Linked DNA regions of Mus musculus: regions 1 and 2 are each linked to region 3. The links are chromatin contacts, called in public HiCAR-type and promoter capture Hi-C maps. All regions are on one chromosome and are shown on one strand. The core of a region is the stretch at or near the end of the contact, and the rest is flanking DNA. Distances in the headings are between cores, read along the strand shown.

The links. HiCAR-type assays count read pairs that join an accessible place to other places. Capture Hi-C pulls out chosen DNA fragments and counts their contacts.
Region 1: a promoter capture Hi-C map of adipose tissue shows a contact between it and region 3, with 3 times the contacts expected there. The contact joins the promoter of Foxj3 here to the promoter of Nfyc in region 3. A contact is called at or near these places in 1 of 39 promoter capture datasets (liver) and 1 of 9 other capture datasets (adipose tissue).
Region 2: a contact with region 3 is called in a HiCAR-type map of astrocytes, with 4 times the contacts expected there. The contact joins the promoter of AU022252 here to the promoter of Nfyc in region 3. A contact is called at or near these places in 3 of 39 promoter capture datasets (cranial neural crest, liver and pre-B cells), 2 of 484 Hi-C or Micro-C datasets (B cells and uterus) and 1 of 115 datasets of contacts at active chromatin or transcription factors (astrocytes).

What each region holds. Positions count from the first base shown.
Region 1 is chr4:119,538,267-119,542,338 of GRCm38.p6, forward strand. Foxj3 (forkhead box J3) reads left to right here and starts at 1,395. Exons shown (of 13, transcript NM_172699.3): 1 at 1,395-1,579. It overlaps Frg2f1 (FSHD region gene 2 family member 1), which reads right to left and starts at 503. Exons shown (of 4, transcript NM_001004178.1): 1 at 342-503.
Region 2 is chr4:119,230,575-119,235,104 of GRCm38.p6, forward strand. It overlaps AU022252 (expressed sequence AU022252), which reads right to left and starts at 2,150. Exons shown (of 5, transcript NM_001012400.2): 1 at 2,009-2,150; 2 at 1,780-1,895. The coding sequence starts at 2,087. P3h1 (prolyl 3-hydroxylase 1) reads left to right here and starts at 2,341. Exons shown (of 15, transcript NM_019783.2): 1 at 2,341-2,856. The coding sequence starts at 2,383.
Region 3 is chr4:120,823,219-120,827,800 of GRCm38.p6, forward strand. It overlaps Nfyc (nuclear transcription factor-Y gamma), which reads right to left and starts at 2,523. Exons shown (of 10, transcript NM_008692.4): 1 at 2,312-2,523.

The DNA of each region.
Region 1 (4,072 bases), core at 145-2,644, 1.3 Mb before region 3:
TCCTACCCTGTACTCTAAGCAGAGCATTCACTGTTTAAAGCTCTGGAGAGACTGTCAATAGCCCACAAGATACCCCTCTGTCCTTATCTTTTACCTCTCCCGACCCTCGCTACTTCTAACACTCACAGGGATGTTCTAACCACAATTACATCAAATCCCTTCACTTCTTTCAAACCTCTGATTCAAGTTGCCTTATTATTGTGGCTCACCCAGGCAGCTCTTTTTAAAAGGATTTTCCTTCTAGTGTTCCACACAGCTCTGTCCTGAGTGCTCCTCCCCAATCCCCCAAGGTATCATTCAATGTTTTCTAACATTATTACATAATTCATAATTTTTATCACCTTTCTGCCCATGAGGGAATGATACTTGCCCCTCCACCGGCCTTTTCTGTTCACTGATTAATCTGAAGCACTACAGTAGTGCCTGGTACAATGACTTTTTATGTCTTTGTTGGACAAATGAGTGGATAAACCTTTAGAATTCCCATTGCCAGGAGATGCTTGACAGATGAAAGTGTTCAATGCTCCATGAAGGAATGGAAGGATGGTTTCACACTGTCTTAGCTCAGCAAGGTTGCCAGGGTCAATTCTCTCAGACCTTTGCTTTCTCAATCAACCAAACTCACTGACATCCATCTAACCATCTAATGTCCAAATACTGAGCAACTGCTCTTCACTTGCTGTTCTTGAGGCTGCAGGGAAGAGTACGTGACTTAACGCGGCTTCTGCGCAGCAAATACCTACCAAGTGTAACAGGATAGCACAGATTGTCAACGCTAACAGTTCAGAGGTAGGACCAGGGAAGACCAAAGGGAAAGTCCAAAGTTTACCAGAAGTCTGAACAACCCTACTAAAGGCTCCACCTGTTGATAGTGAGGCCACGACCTGGCCAGCTAACTTGAGATGGAGAGGATGACGCGGCAGGGGTAATGACAAGATGACATGCCTGGGTAGGGAGGGGCCTCGAACCCGGGTTCTTGACATTCCGAAGGACGCGTGTCCCCAAGCAAGGTCCAAAGCGCCCCGGTGGCGGCCGGGAAAATCCGCGCTGGGTGCTTGACGGGGCCGCGCAGAGGCAGAGGCTGGAAGGCGGGGAGGTCACGAGGCGCATTCCTCAGGAGTTGGAATCCCGGGAGTGGGGCCGGGGCCGCCTCGGCCAGCCGCTGTCAAGTCCGAGGCGCAAACACTGCAAGGCGCTCCGCACCGCCCACCGCCGGTTCCCGCTGGCCGCAAGCAGGCAGAGCCGCGGGAGCTCAGAGGCACTACTTGTCCCCGCGGAGGGATCCCTCGCACATCGCGCAGCAACGACGGGGCGGGCCGTGGAGCCGAGGACGCCGGGCCGGGAGCGCTGAGACGTCGCGGGAGGCGGGGGTGGGAGGGAGCGGGTCGGGAAGTAGTTCCGGGTGCGCGGCCCCGGATGTTGGCTGCTCCCGCCGCCGCTGCCGCCGCCGCCGCCACTCTCGGCGCCGCTCCGGGCCTGGGCCGCTCTCTGAGGGCGCCGTTGGGACCTTTCGCGGGGAACGGAGACGCACGCAGCGGCCGGAGGCTCGGCCGGGCCGTCCCGGCCTGCGTAGCCTGAGGTGAGCACGCGTCGCCAGGGTCTCGTCGGGGCTGGGGCGGCGGGCGGGGAGGCGGGGCTGGGGCATCTCCCGGGACGCGGGCGGGGGCTGCCCTGGGCGAGCGGCGCTCGCCGTCCTCGGCGCACGCTCCCTGTGGCCGGCGGTGGGCGCCAGGCTGGGCCGGCCGGGTGGCGGCCCTCCCTCACCCGCGGCGCCACTCCTCAGCTGCCGCTGCCCCTCAGCCCGACGCCGCGCGCGCCCGCCCCTCCCCCAGGTGGGCCCGCGCTGCGGATGCCGGGGCCGCGGAGGACCGCGACAGTCGCGCCCTCGTCGCTCCGTGACCTGCACCTGGTCCGGGCTCGTCCTGTTCCCGGCGCGATGCGGCGTCCCCTCCTCGCCCTCCAGGCGCTATTCTGCCGGGAAGGCGGCCGCTGCCTTGTGGGTCGCGGGTGCCCTGCGGGGCTGAAATGGCTGGGGCGAGGGTCCCACCTTCTCTCCCATCCTGTCCCCGGGCCCTTCTCTGGCATTGGGGGAAAGGCAGCCTTCGCATGCGGACGTGTTGCTGCTGTCCTGCGTGTGTTGCATCCTGCCCACGTGGTAGTGCCCCGTCCCTCCCACTCCCTCCATTTTTTGCAGTTGGTTGAGATGTTTTTTGTTTTTTTTTTTTCCCCCGCCCTGCTTTACTCCCCTCCACCCCGTGATTTCTTCCGGGCAGCGTGGGGAAGGTGTTAAGGTCAGTTTGTTTTGCCGAGGATGACTTGTTTGATGGAAGAATCAAGAGTTGTACTCTTAGGAAATTGAGACTACTAGGGGATCGACCAGATCTTAGTTAATTGACATCTTTTCAGTACCAGTAGCTCTTGCTCTTCTCTACTGCTTAATTCTCCAGAGAGCAGGCGCTTGCAACTGATGTGTTGGTGTGTACGGTTTTCCTTTCTCTATTCTACTTTCTTGTGTCACTGTGGCCTAGTATTTTCTAGTCTGTGTTGATGCAGGGCTCAAGTTGTTGCTACATTTCTGAATGAGTCGTGTCGGGGCGCTCGAAACTGGTGGGCTTCTTTTCACCTTTCACTGTTTATTTGCCTTTAGTTTTTCCTTGTGTTTTGTACCCTAGTGAGAAAGCATGCATGTTCTATTGGGTGTAATATACGTAGATTTTTCTCTAGTAGAAGGACTAGGTAGTCCTGCTTGCTGCTTTTGCAGAAAGTTCTTTATTCCACATCTCTAAAATGCACTAGGTACTATTGGGCTCTGTTTTTTAACACTGTTTTGAAATACATGTCTCCCTCCCCATCTCCCTTTAAGCTCTTTCAGGTTAACATTTACATCTTTCTGTGTTTCGCTCTTGGGAGACCACAGATTGCTCTCTTTACAGTAGCAGTGACAGACGCCTTTCTTTTATTCTTTTTAAAATCATAGTATTTATGGAGAAAACGATAGCTGCTGCTTTATTTTTTTTCCAAGTGATCCCCATTTTTATGATAGGAAGGGCTATGTAGATGTGATTTCATTTTTGAGTGTTTTGTTTTAGGTGAACTTGAAGCTCTTCCCTGTTTGGTTTAATATTGGAATTGAGGTGGGCCGTGTTCTCTGTTGTGGGCTGCTAGGGAGTTTCTCATGCCTTTATTAGGTGTTTTGTGGATGAGGTCAAGATTGTTTATTTTGGCTTTCAGTTTGTTAGTTTGGGTGAAATAAAACTTACTGTTTTGAAGTCACTCTTTCGATGTGAAAATTTCCAATATTCTCCTGTTTTTCAAACTGAAGATTTCCCTTTTTTCATCTTAATTTTAGATAGTCTTAAGTAGACCAGGGTGTCCTTTTATTCAGTGTGGTGAGGGCTGGCCTTGAACTCTTGGTCTTGCCTTCACTTCCCAAGTACTGAAATTACAGACTGTGTTACTACTCTAACTGCCTACATTGTAGTCTAAAATGTATTTTTGATAGTGCCTTTCCCCTATTTATCTGATACAAGTGACAGCACATTCTTCCTTTTTCCTTCTATGTAGAATAATAGTATTGAAATACAGATTCTATCTGTTTTCATTACACTAAGTATGGGTGGGGCAGTGAGAAATAGATGTTCTGCTATTCTCTGAGGCACATTTTTATAGCAGAGCAGTCAGCATTTGTATACTTCTGTAAAATACAGTGCTATGAGCTAAGATTTCAACTTCTGTTGAAAAGGAGTAGAAGTTGTCTCTACTTATGGAGAAGTAGCTTTATACGCACCAGTTCTGTGTATTAAATAACAGCAGACTTATATGTGAAATAGTGCAACCAAATAAGTGGTATGAAAAAGGAATTTTCATAAAAAATAAAAAAGGTGAGGAGGCAAGTGTGTTTAGAAGATTACAGGGACTGTCACAGAGTGTTGCACTGGTGAATAATATGTGTACTTACAAGATTGGCTAGGGTACCTTGGGGAGGATCTGTCAGGACAGATTTGGTTTGGTAGGCTGCTGTATGCTTTTTTTTTTTTTTTTTTTTTTTTGAGACAGGGTTTCTCTGTATAGC
Region 2 (4,530 bases), core at 900-3,399, 1.6 Mb before region 3:
ATTTCATTAGTTTTCAAAGTTTTTGTGTGTATATAGGTGTTTGCCTGCATGTGTGTATGTGCATCGTGTCCAAGCAATGCCCAAAGGGGCATCTGATCCCCTGGAACTGGAGTTACAAACAGCTGTGAGTCTCAATGTGAGTTCTGGTACCTAAACCTGGGTCATCAACAAGAGCAGTGAGTGCTCTTAACCACTGGACCATTTCCCCAGCTCTCAATTTGTTTTTAAAGTATTTTCTTCTTCAGCTTCTCAAAGATGGATTATTCTGGAGAACTGGAGGCAACAGAATAATATATCCTTTATATGTCACCAGTATAAAAGACTAAAGCTGGGCTGGAGAGATTGCTCAGCAGTTCAGAGCACTGACTGCTCTTCCAGAGGTCCTGAGTTTAATTCCCAGCAACCACATGGTGGCTCATAACCATCTATAACAGGATCCAATGACTTCTCCTGGTGTCTCTGGCGAGAACGGCAGTGTACTCACATATATAAAATAAATAAATCTTAAAAAAAAAAAAAAAAAGCTGTGTTCTCTCTGTGGCTGAGTCCACTACCGTCACTCTGAAACTCAAAGTGTTGATTGCCCAAGATTTTGTCCCTAGCTACCTCCCTCCAATAGCAGCCTGATTAAACAAACACGTGATAGTCTTCTAAGCCTGTTTTTGAGCCCACCTCTCTTAAAAAAAAAAAAAAAGTAAAGTTTTAATTAAAAAGGTTTTTCTAAACATTTGAATTTTTCTTAAATACTACAACAGACATTTTTTGTGTGAGGGATTTTTGGCATGTCAATCATTAATTTTCTTGATCAAAACAAACTCTTGAACACGATAACTGCCAAATAAGCTAGTTTATACAAGAGAAAGAGAACACTAGAAGCTTTTAAAGCAGCCAGGCTCCGACACTGTAAAAGAGTCTTCAGGGGAAGTCTTGCTAAGAGAAGGAAACTGGAGTCCCACTTAGCCCTATGAGCCTCTCCACCTCAAAGATCTCATTTTACAGATCCAGAGCTCCAGAGAGAAACAATCAAAACCAATCTGTCAAAACTTCTACGGTCTTTTCCATTATTTTGCATATCTTCTTTATTTTACCTATTATGGAAACCGACGCCTAAGCTCTGGACATAGTAATACTGACTGTATCCACTGAAATTCACCATGTGTGACAGCGACCCTTGTAATACCCAGCCTTTGGGAGGCTGAATTCAAAGCCAACCTGGGCTATACAGCAAATGAAACTACCTCCAGTTTTATTGTGTGTGGTCTTTTTTTCAATAGGAATTTTACCCTGTGCCTTTTTGCATGCTGTTTTTGGTAGTGCTAAGAATCAAATTCAGGGCTAGGCAACAGTAAACTACAACCCCAGCAGTTTTTGTTTTATTTTGTTTTGTTTTTTTAAAAAGGAAAGAAAGAGCATATATTTAAGTTCCACAAGCTCCTGGGTAACAGATAAAGACCTTATGGGAAGCAGAATAAAATGTGACTATTTAAGAATTTGGTATAGAAGCCATACATTTAATCCCAGCATAGGGTTTTGGGGTTGGAGGGTGGGGGAGGAAGGTGGATCTGTCAGTTCGAGGCCAGCCTAGTCTATAATATAGAGAGTTCCATGACAGCCAGAGTTATGTAGAAAGGCCCTGTCTCAAAACAAACAACAACAGAGGAATTGGGATAGAGTGATCCTCTTCGTGTGAAATGGAATGGTAACTTCAGTACTGCCGAGTTCACAGGCTGTCCCGAGCCCAAAGAGGCAGGGTAAAGTACGGAGATGGCTATTCCTCACCTTCTGCACCTGCTCGGCGAGCGCCACGAGGTCTAAGGGGTCCCCGACCCGGTGGGTGTGGTAGGGGCTCACCAGAGCCAGGCCGCCGGGGGTCGGGGTGAGCTCCACCAGGGCTCCTGCGATACACACCCGAACACAGGCGTAAGTTGAAACCCTCAGCCTTCCGTGAGCCAGCAGGAAAGAGCCACCCGGCTGCGACCTCCTACCCAGGCAACTCAGTCCCACCTACCTCCAGGACCCGCCGCCTCCTTCACCCCCAGATTTCCCGTACCACTTTCGTACCGGCCGGGAACCCCGGGGTCCGCCATAACAGCACCTCGGTCCCACCACCCGCAGGGAGCTCAGTCTAAAGCGCAGGCGCACAACAGCTTGTGGGCGGGGTTTTCTCGTTCTCAGTCCATTGAGCTGTGCGCATGAGATTAGAGGCGGAGCCTCACGAAGAGTAAGTGTTTGGATTGGTTGAAAGCAAGAGGCGGTACAAGTTTCCTTGCCACGAGCTTCTGGACTTGGGGCGTGGCTCGTCTCTGGGCGTGGCTTCTGTGGGGGGCGGGACTCTGGAATGTGCCCCAGGCGAGCAGTCCCGTTAAGTGGAGGAGCAAGGCCATGGCGGTGAGCGAAAGGAGGCTGCTGGCAGCGATGCTAGCGGTCGCCGCCGCCGCCGCCTTACGGGTTGCGGCGGAGTCTGAGCCGGGATGGGACGTGGCAGCCCCTGACCTGCTTTACGCAGAGGGGACCGCGGCCTACTCGCGCGGGGACTGGCCCGGGGTGGTCCTGAACATGGAGCGGGCGCTGCGCTCGCGGGCGGCCCTGCGTGCCCTCCGCCTGCGCTGCCGCACACGCTGTGCCACCGAACTGCCGTGGGCACCGGACCTGGATCTCGGTCCGGACCCCAGCCTGAGCCAGGACCCGGGCGCCGCCGCCCTGCACGACCTGCGCTTCTTCGGAGCCGTGCTGCGCCGTGCCGCCTGCCTACGCCGCTGCCTCGGGCCGCCCTCTGCCCACTTGCTGAGTGAAGAACTGGACCTGGAGTTCAACAAGCGGAGCCCGTACAACTACCTGCAGGTCGCCTATTTCAAGGTGCGACTGGTCCGGAGCCCGGTGGCCGGGAGCGACCTGGGGAACTTGGGGAGCAGAGCAGGGATGAGACGGCAGGGAGGCAAGGGACCTCTTGGCTAGGGAGCTCTTGGCGGACTTTGGGAGCTTCACCCGGTTCTTATGGGCAGATGCTAACCCTAAAGGTCCAGCCAGTAGTGACAGCCCAAGCCAAGAAAAACCTGACCTTTTTCTTTTGGGAAGGCCTCCTAGAGGGAACCGAGGCGGCCGCTAGGGTCTCCCAGCAGTACTTCATTGCAAGTGTCCAAGTGCTTCTGCAACATCTTCCTTCCGGTTCGTTCTCCAATCATGCTTTCCCTGCTCCCTAATCCAACAGCAGCGCTCTTTCAGGACGTGGGATTGCCACGTCGCCAGCAGGGGCTGCCTGGCTCCGCCCTGTGGAGGACCCTCTAGCTAGTATTTTTGGGTTTTTTGTTTTTAAGAAAATGACTGTCTTTTGGGATGCCACAGCGATTTAAGGCCAAGTCAATAAGCGGGCTTGGAACGCCAGCCTTGTCTGCCCGTGATGACTGGTAACATATATTTCCAGGACTCCGTTAAAGCACTTTACGTTTGTTTATTGCCTCATTTGCCCTGATACATACAGTATCCTTTGAGTAAATGATATTAGTCCCATGTTAGGGGGGTGGGCTGCTCATGCAGACTACATAGCTACAACAGTTTCACAGACCTTTCAGTTCTACCTAAAGAAAGACTTAGAGGCTCGTGGGGACCTCAGATTTCTGCTTTGTCCCCTCGGTTCCTTCTGGTTACTGGAAAGCATGCTGGGATGACTGGGTTCTTACTGATTGGGTCATGCCACTTAATAGCACTACTTAAAATTCGTTGCCATTTATTGAGCACCTACTACATTCCAGTTCTTGGACAGGTGGTTAAAATGATTGCTCCTTTGTTTTTCCTTGTGTCACTGCTAGGAGTCACTGTACTAAGGGCTAACAAAAAAGGTTATGTAGCTAAGTTAGGACTGGGGGGAGACAAAGGAGGGAAACTCCAGCTTTGCCTCAGTTAAATTAGGCCTGAGAGAGAGGAGCCACTGAAGAATGGTTATTCCCCAGAGAGGGGAAATTGGAGCTAGAGTGTGATATATCTGGGGCCATGGGGTAGTCCCGTCCGTGACTCCTGCGTGGGGAGACTGGGAGTGACTAAGGAGTTTAGTGAGGCTTCTGCACACCTCAGGCAGCCATCACCAGACCTCATTTTCAGAATGTTAATTCTGGAAGGAGAAATTGGTGGTGGTGAAAACAGGAGAATTAGGAGCCCAGTCCACCAGAGGAAGCTAGGTGCCAGTGCTCAGAGGGAAGAAAGGAAGGGCTGGGGGTGCGTAGCAGAGGAAACAGGAGTAGTCCTGAGTGCTCAGGAGTGTAAGCTGGGCATGGTGGCACAGTGCTCTACAGCAGCCCTAAGATGCTGCTATTCTGTATTCTCACCACCACCGTGCAGTTGTTAGCTGCCCTTTTGTTAGCTGCCCTTTCTGCAGCATTCCCAGGTAGTTGCAGCTTTAGTCACTATGTTTAGTCAGCTCAGTCACTACCTTTCAATCAGTCTTTGTTGGATTGCTTGTTTGTTTTATTTTGTTTTGAGACAAAGTCTCACCTATAATCCCAGCACTTTGGATCTGAGGCAGGAGGATTGAGAGTT
Region 3 (4,582 bases), core at 1,273-3,772:
TCTCTCTTTAGAACCTTAGCATAAAAAACATGCCTAAAAGCAGCTGAAGATGCAAGGGTTTTCCTTTTCCCACAACAGTCTGTGGCATCAAGGTAATACAGAGTTTAAATACAGGGGTTCCAGCAGGGCAGTGATGGCACAGGTCTTTAATCCCAGCACTCAGGAGGCAGAGGCAGGTCGATCTCTGAGTTTGAGGCAAGTCTGGTTTACAAGAGGGAGTTCCAGGACAGCCAGAGCTGCACAGAGAAACCTTCTCTACCGCCCTCCCCTGCCCGCACCTCTCTCTCGCACACACACAAAACCTAAATAAATAATAAATAAGGGCTCCAGCTGGTCTTGGTAACACCTTTAATCTCACCATTCCTGAGGAAGGAGGTGGATCTCTATGAATTCCAGACCAGCCTGGCCTTATATAGTGAGACCACCATCTCAAAAAGGAAAATAAAATAAGCTCCAGGTTGGCATGGTAGCTCACCTGGTAAGAGCTCTTGCCACAAAGCCTGAGGACTGGAATTCCTCCCATGGATTTCACATGATGGAAGGAGGGAATGAACATACCTACAAGCTGTCCTCTGACCTCCAGAATACTATGGCTCACACACTCACATGTACATAATAAATTAAAATGTAATAAAAATTTCAAAATAAAAAAGAATTAAGAGCTCCAAGATCCCAGAGTGGTGGGACTCTCTGGGAAATCTCATCAGTTAGGATGTGGATCTAGAAGAATCTGGAGTGAAAGGTCATTACCAGCTACATACAGAGCAAGCAAGAGTAGCCTGGACTACAGGAGAACTTGCCTCAAAAGAAAAAAGGTAAAGAAAGAGTAAAGAGGGAAGAGGAAGACAGAGAAGAGGAGGAGAAGGAAGGATATGAAGTGGGAACTCTAAAAGCAGTGTAAGGATGGAGAATCCCATCTGTGTCTGGATCTGGGCTGTCACTTACTAGCTGTGAACTTAACCAAATTCCTCGTGGTTTTGTCTTCCTTTTAGAGTCTCACATCTTACAGGCTGACCTCAAATTCCTGGGCTCAAGCAACCCTCTCACCCTAATCTGCACGGCTGCTCCCACAACAAGGACAGTACACCTGACTCCAGCAACTTACAAACTCTTGCTTGTTCCCTCACAGAATGAGGATGGCACTGCCAATATCTGTGTGACTGTAAAATATACTCATACACCCAGGTAAGCACGCGAAACAAGGTCTATTACTCCTGAGTTTGTCTCACCTGCCCTCTGAACTGAAAGTTAAGAGAGATCAATTTTAAGGGGGAAGTGGGGTAACTCAGTTGGTAGAATGTTTGTCTAGCAAGCACAAAGCTCTGATCCTATATTCTTCTTAGACCAGTGAAAATTTCATATATAACATCTCAAAACTAGCATGATCCCAAATCCTGTAACCCCCAACTTCCCAATTATGCAAATACATTCTACAGCTGACTTTCTGATTCTACTTAATGTAATGTTAAAATGGCATTCAGCCTCTAAAAGTTGATACACCTGTCCAGTGGGATCCGGCTGTTTACCTGTTTCCCACTCTCCATTTCAGAACCCAGAATGGAGTCTGGAGTTCTACACTAATCCTCCGGGTTTCAAAACCCAAATTCTTACAGCAGGCTCCCTAATCCGATTCTGTCCTTCTGGTCCTCACTCCCACTACTTCCATACCATGCACTCAGACTTCTACTCAGGGTCATTCCCAAGCTGGATCAATTTCCAAGTCTAGCACCCCTAGGTCTCGAAGACACTTCTGTTCCGTGTTTACAAAGCAGGGGCTTGCACACCCCATCTTGTAGTTGACCGTGCCTCTGGTATTAGTAGTGACCCCTCCCCGTTGCAGGCCACACGCCAGGCTACCACTCTCTTTCTCCTCTGGGCCTCCGGCTCCGTCCCGGAGACTCCCCGCCACGCTGGCATTAGAGGGACCGTCGCCCTGCCGCCAGAGCCTGAGCAGCTAGCATCCCGACAGCCGCCAATTCCTTCATCACCCCCCAGGCCGGAGCCGGCGTGACCAATAAGGTGCCAGGTCCGCGGCCTCCCCGCCGCCGACCAATCACGAGCGAGCCCCCCCGCCGTCGCCTTCCGCCAATGGGAGAAAGCCCGCGGGCCCAGGCGCACGGACCCCGCGAGCGCAGCCGCGACGACAGCGGCGGGCCCGGCGAACACATAACATGGCGGCGGCAGAGCCGACCGAAGTGCAGCGGCGGCCGCAGAGGGAAGGGAGCTCTCCGCCATTGGCGGGAAGCACCGCCCTCACTGCCGGCCGCCCCCTCTCTCTCTCCCCTCCTCACCCAAGCTTTCATACACTCACAGGCCTCTACTCCGGCGTCCAGCGAAGAAAGCAGCCGCCCCCGCGCTGCTGCGCCGTCGGGCAATGCAGAGGCCCGGGCGCGGCGGAGGGGAGGGGGAAGCGTGCGTCACGAAAAACCGGAGCGCGTGCGGAGCGGGGGCGCAAACAAGATGGCGGCCGCGCCGTTTGTACCGTCTCCCCTGCCCCTCCCCCCACTCCGCGCCTCGACTCCCAGCAACGCGTAGTGCGCAGCGGCTGAGGTGCCTGAAGTCTCGCGAGAATTGTCTTGCCTGGCCAAGCGGGATAGTGAGAGCGGAGACTTTTGGGGCCCCGCCCCTTCCCAGGGGCGCGGGAGGCGTTTCTCGGTGACCTCCGAGGACGTTCTATATCCTTGAAGCTCTCAGCTAGGATGCGCTCGCTTCTGGGTTTTAGGAAATAGTTTTCCGTGTTTTGTTCTTCAAGGAAATGAATGGTAGGGAGAGAAGAACTTCGCGGGCATGGAAAATTTAAAAAGCCGCCTGGGGCTCAGCAAACCGGACGACCTGAATTCGATTCTTGGAACCCAGGATGGACCAGAAGAACAGAGTCCTGAAAGCTGAACTCTGATCATTAATGTGCGACGCGCGCGCGCACACACACACACACACACACACACACACACACACACACACACACACCAGTAAGTGAAGAAATAAAATTTCCAAACAACCAAAAAGGTGACATTTTAAAACGTTAAAATTGGCATAAAAAGGGCTGGAGAGATGGCTCAGTGGTTAAGAGCACTGACTGCTCTTCTGAAGGTCCTGAGTTCAAATCCCAGCAACCACATGGTGGCTTACAACCATCCGTAATGACATCTGATGCCCTCTGGTGTGTCAGAAGACAGCTACAGTGTACTTACATAAAATAATAAATATTTTTTTTAAAAATTGGCATAAAAAATTAAAGAGTTGGGAGGTGGCTCAGTAAAGTGCTTCCTACAAGCATTAAGACCTGCATTAGCCCCCCCAACACTCCATAAGCCACTAGCACAGTAGTCTCCCATACCTGAAAGGCTTGAAAAGAAACCTGCCAGCCTAGCTAAATAAGCAAGCTCCTGGTTCAGTGGGAGGCCCAGTCTATACAAATAGGTTGGGGCCAGCGCGGTAGAACTGAAATTCCAGCACCTGGGAAGACGGAAGCAAGAGGGTCTGTGAGTTCAACGCCAGCCTTGTCGAGTTCCAGGACTTCCAGAATTACGCAGGGAAATCCTGTGTCAAAAAATAGGGTGAAGTTTCCACTGAAGACATCTAGATGTTGCCTTCTATGGGCGAATGCATTCCATGCAAATACATTAACACAATATGTATGGCTTGGTGTGGTAATACATGCCTCTAATCTTGGCACTTTAGGCTGAATATGGAAGCCAACCATTTTGGGGAGGTGGGGGTGGGGATGGGGAAGTGTAGTATTTCACAAGGCCTGTCTATAACTGGTTGTCCGGTGCTCATTATGTAGTCCACACTGACCTTAAACTCAGCTAAATCTTCCTTACTTAGCCTCGGGGTCCTGGGATTACAGACATAAACTACCATGCCCAGCACACACACACACACACACACACACACACACACACACACACGAAAAGAAAAGAAAAAAGAAAAGAAAAGAAAAGAAAAGAAAAGAAAAGAAAAGAAAAGAGAAAAGACAGGAGGCAGAGGCAAGCGGATTTCTGAGTTCGAGGCCAGCCTGGTCTACAAAGTGATTTCCAGGACAGCCAGGGCTACACAGAGAAACCGAAACTCTGTCTCGAAAAGCCCAAAAAAAAAAAAAAAAAAAAAAAGAATTTTGTTTTTACTGGATACCCCAAATAAGAAATTGTATTTTGACTGAGATGTGGGTGTAGATGAGGGTGAAGTGAATAATTAAAATGCCTATGGCCCTGGGAAAGACCTCCTGCTCCAGAAAGAAAGAGAGGCAGGCCTGAGGATGCAGTTCAGTTGGTAGTGAGTTTGCCTGGTATGGAAGCCCTGGTTCAGTCTCCACCATGGCATAAAACCTGGTGTGGTGGAACATGCAGTTAATCCCAAGACTCAGGAGATGACTAGAAAGATTAGAAATTCAAAATAGCTGGGTGGCAGTGGTGGTACGTCTTTATTCCCAGCACTCAGTGACAGAGGCAGGTAGATTTCTGAGTTCAAGGCCAGCCTGGTCTACAGAGTGAGTTCCAGAAGAGTCGGAATCTCTGCATAGTGAATTTCAGGACAGGGCAGAGAGAAACTCTTGTCTCAGGGTGAGGAAAAGTTCAAAAGC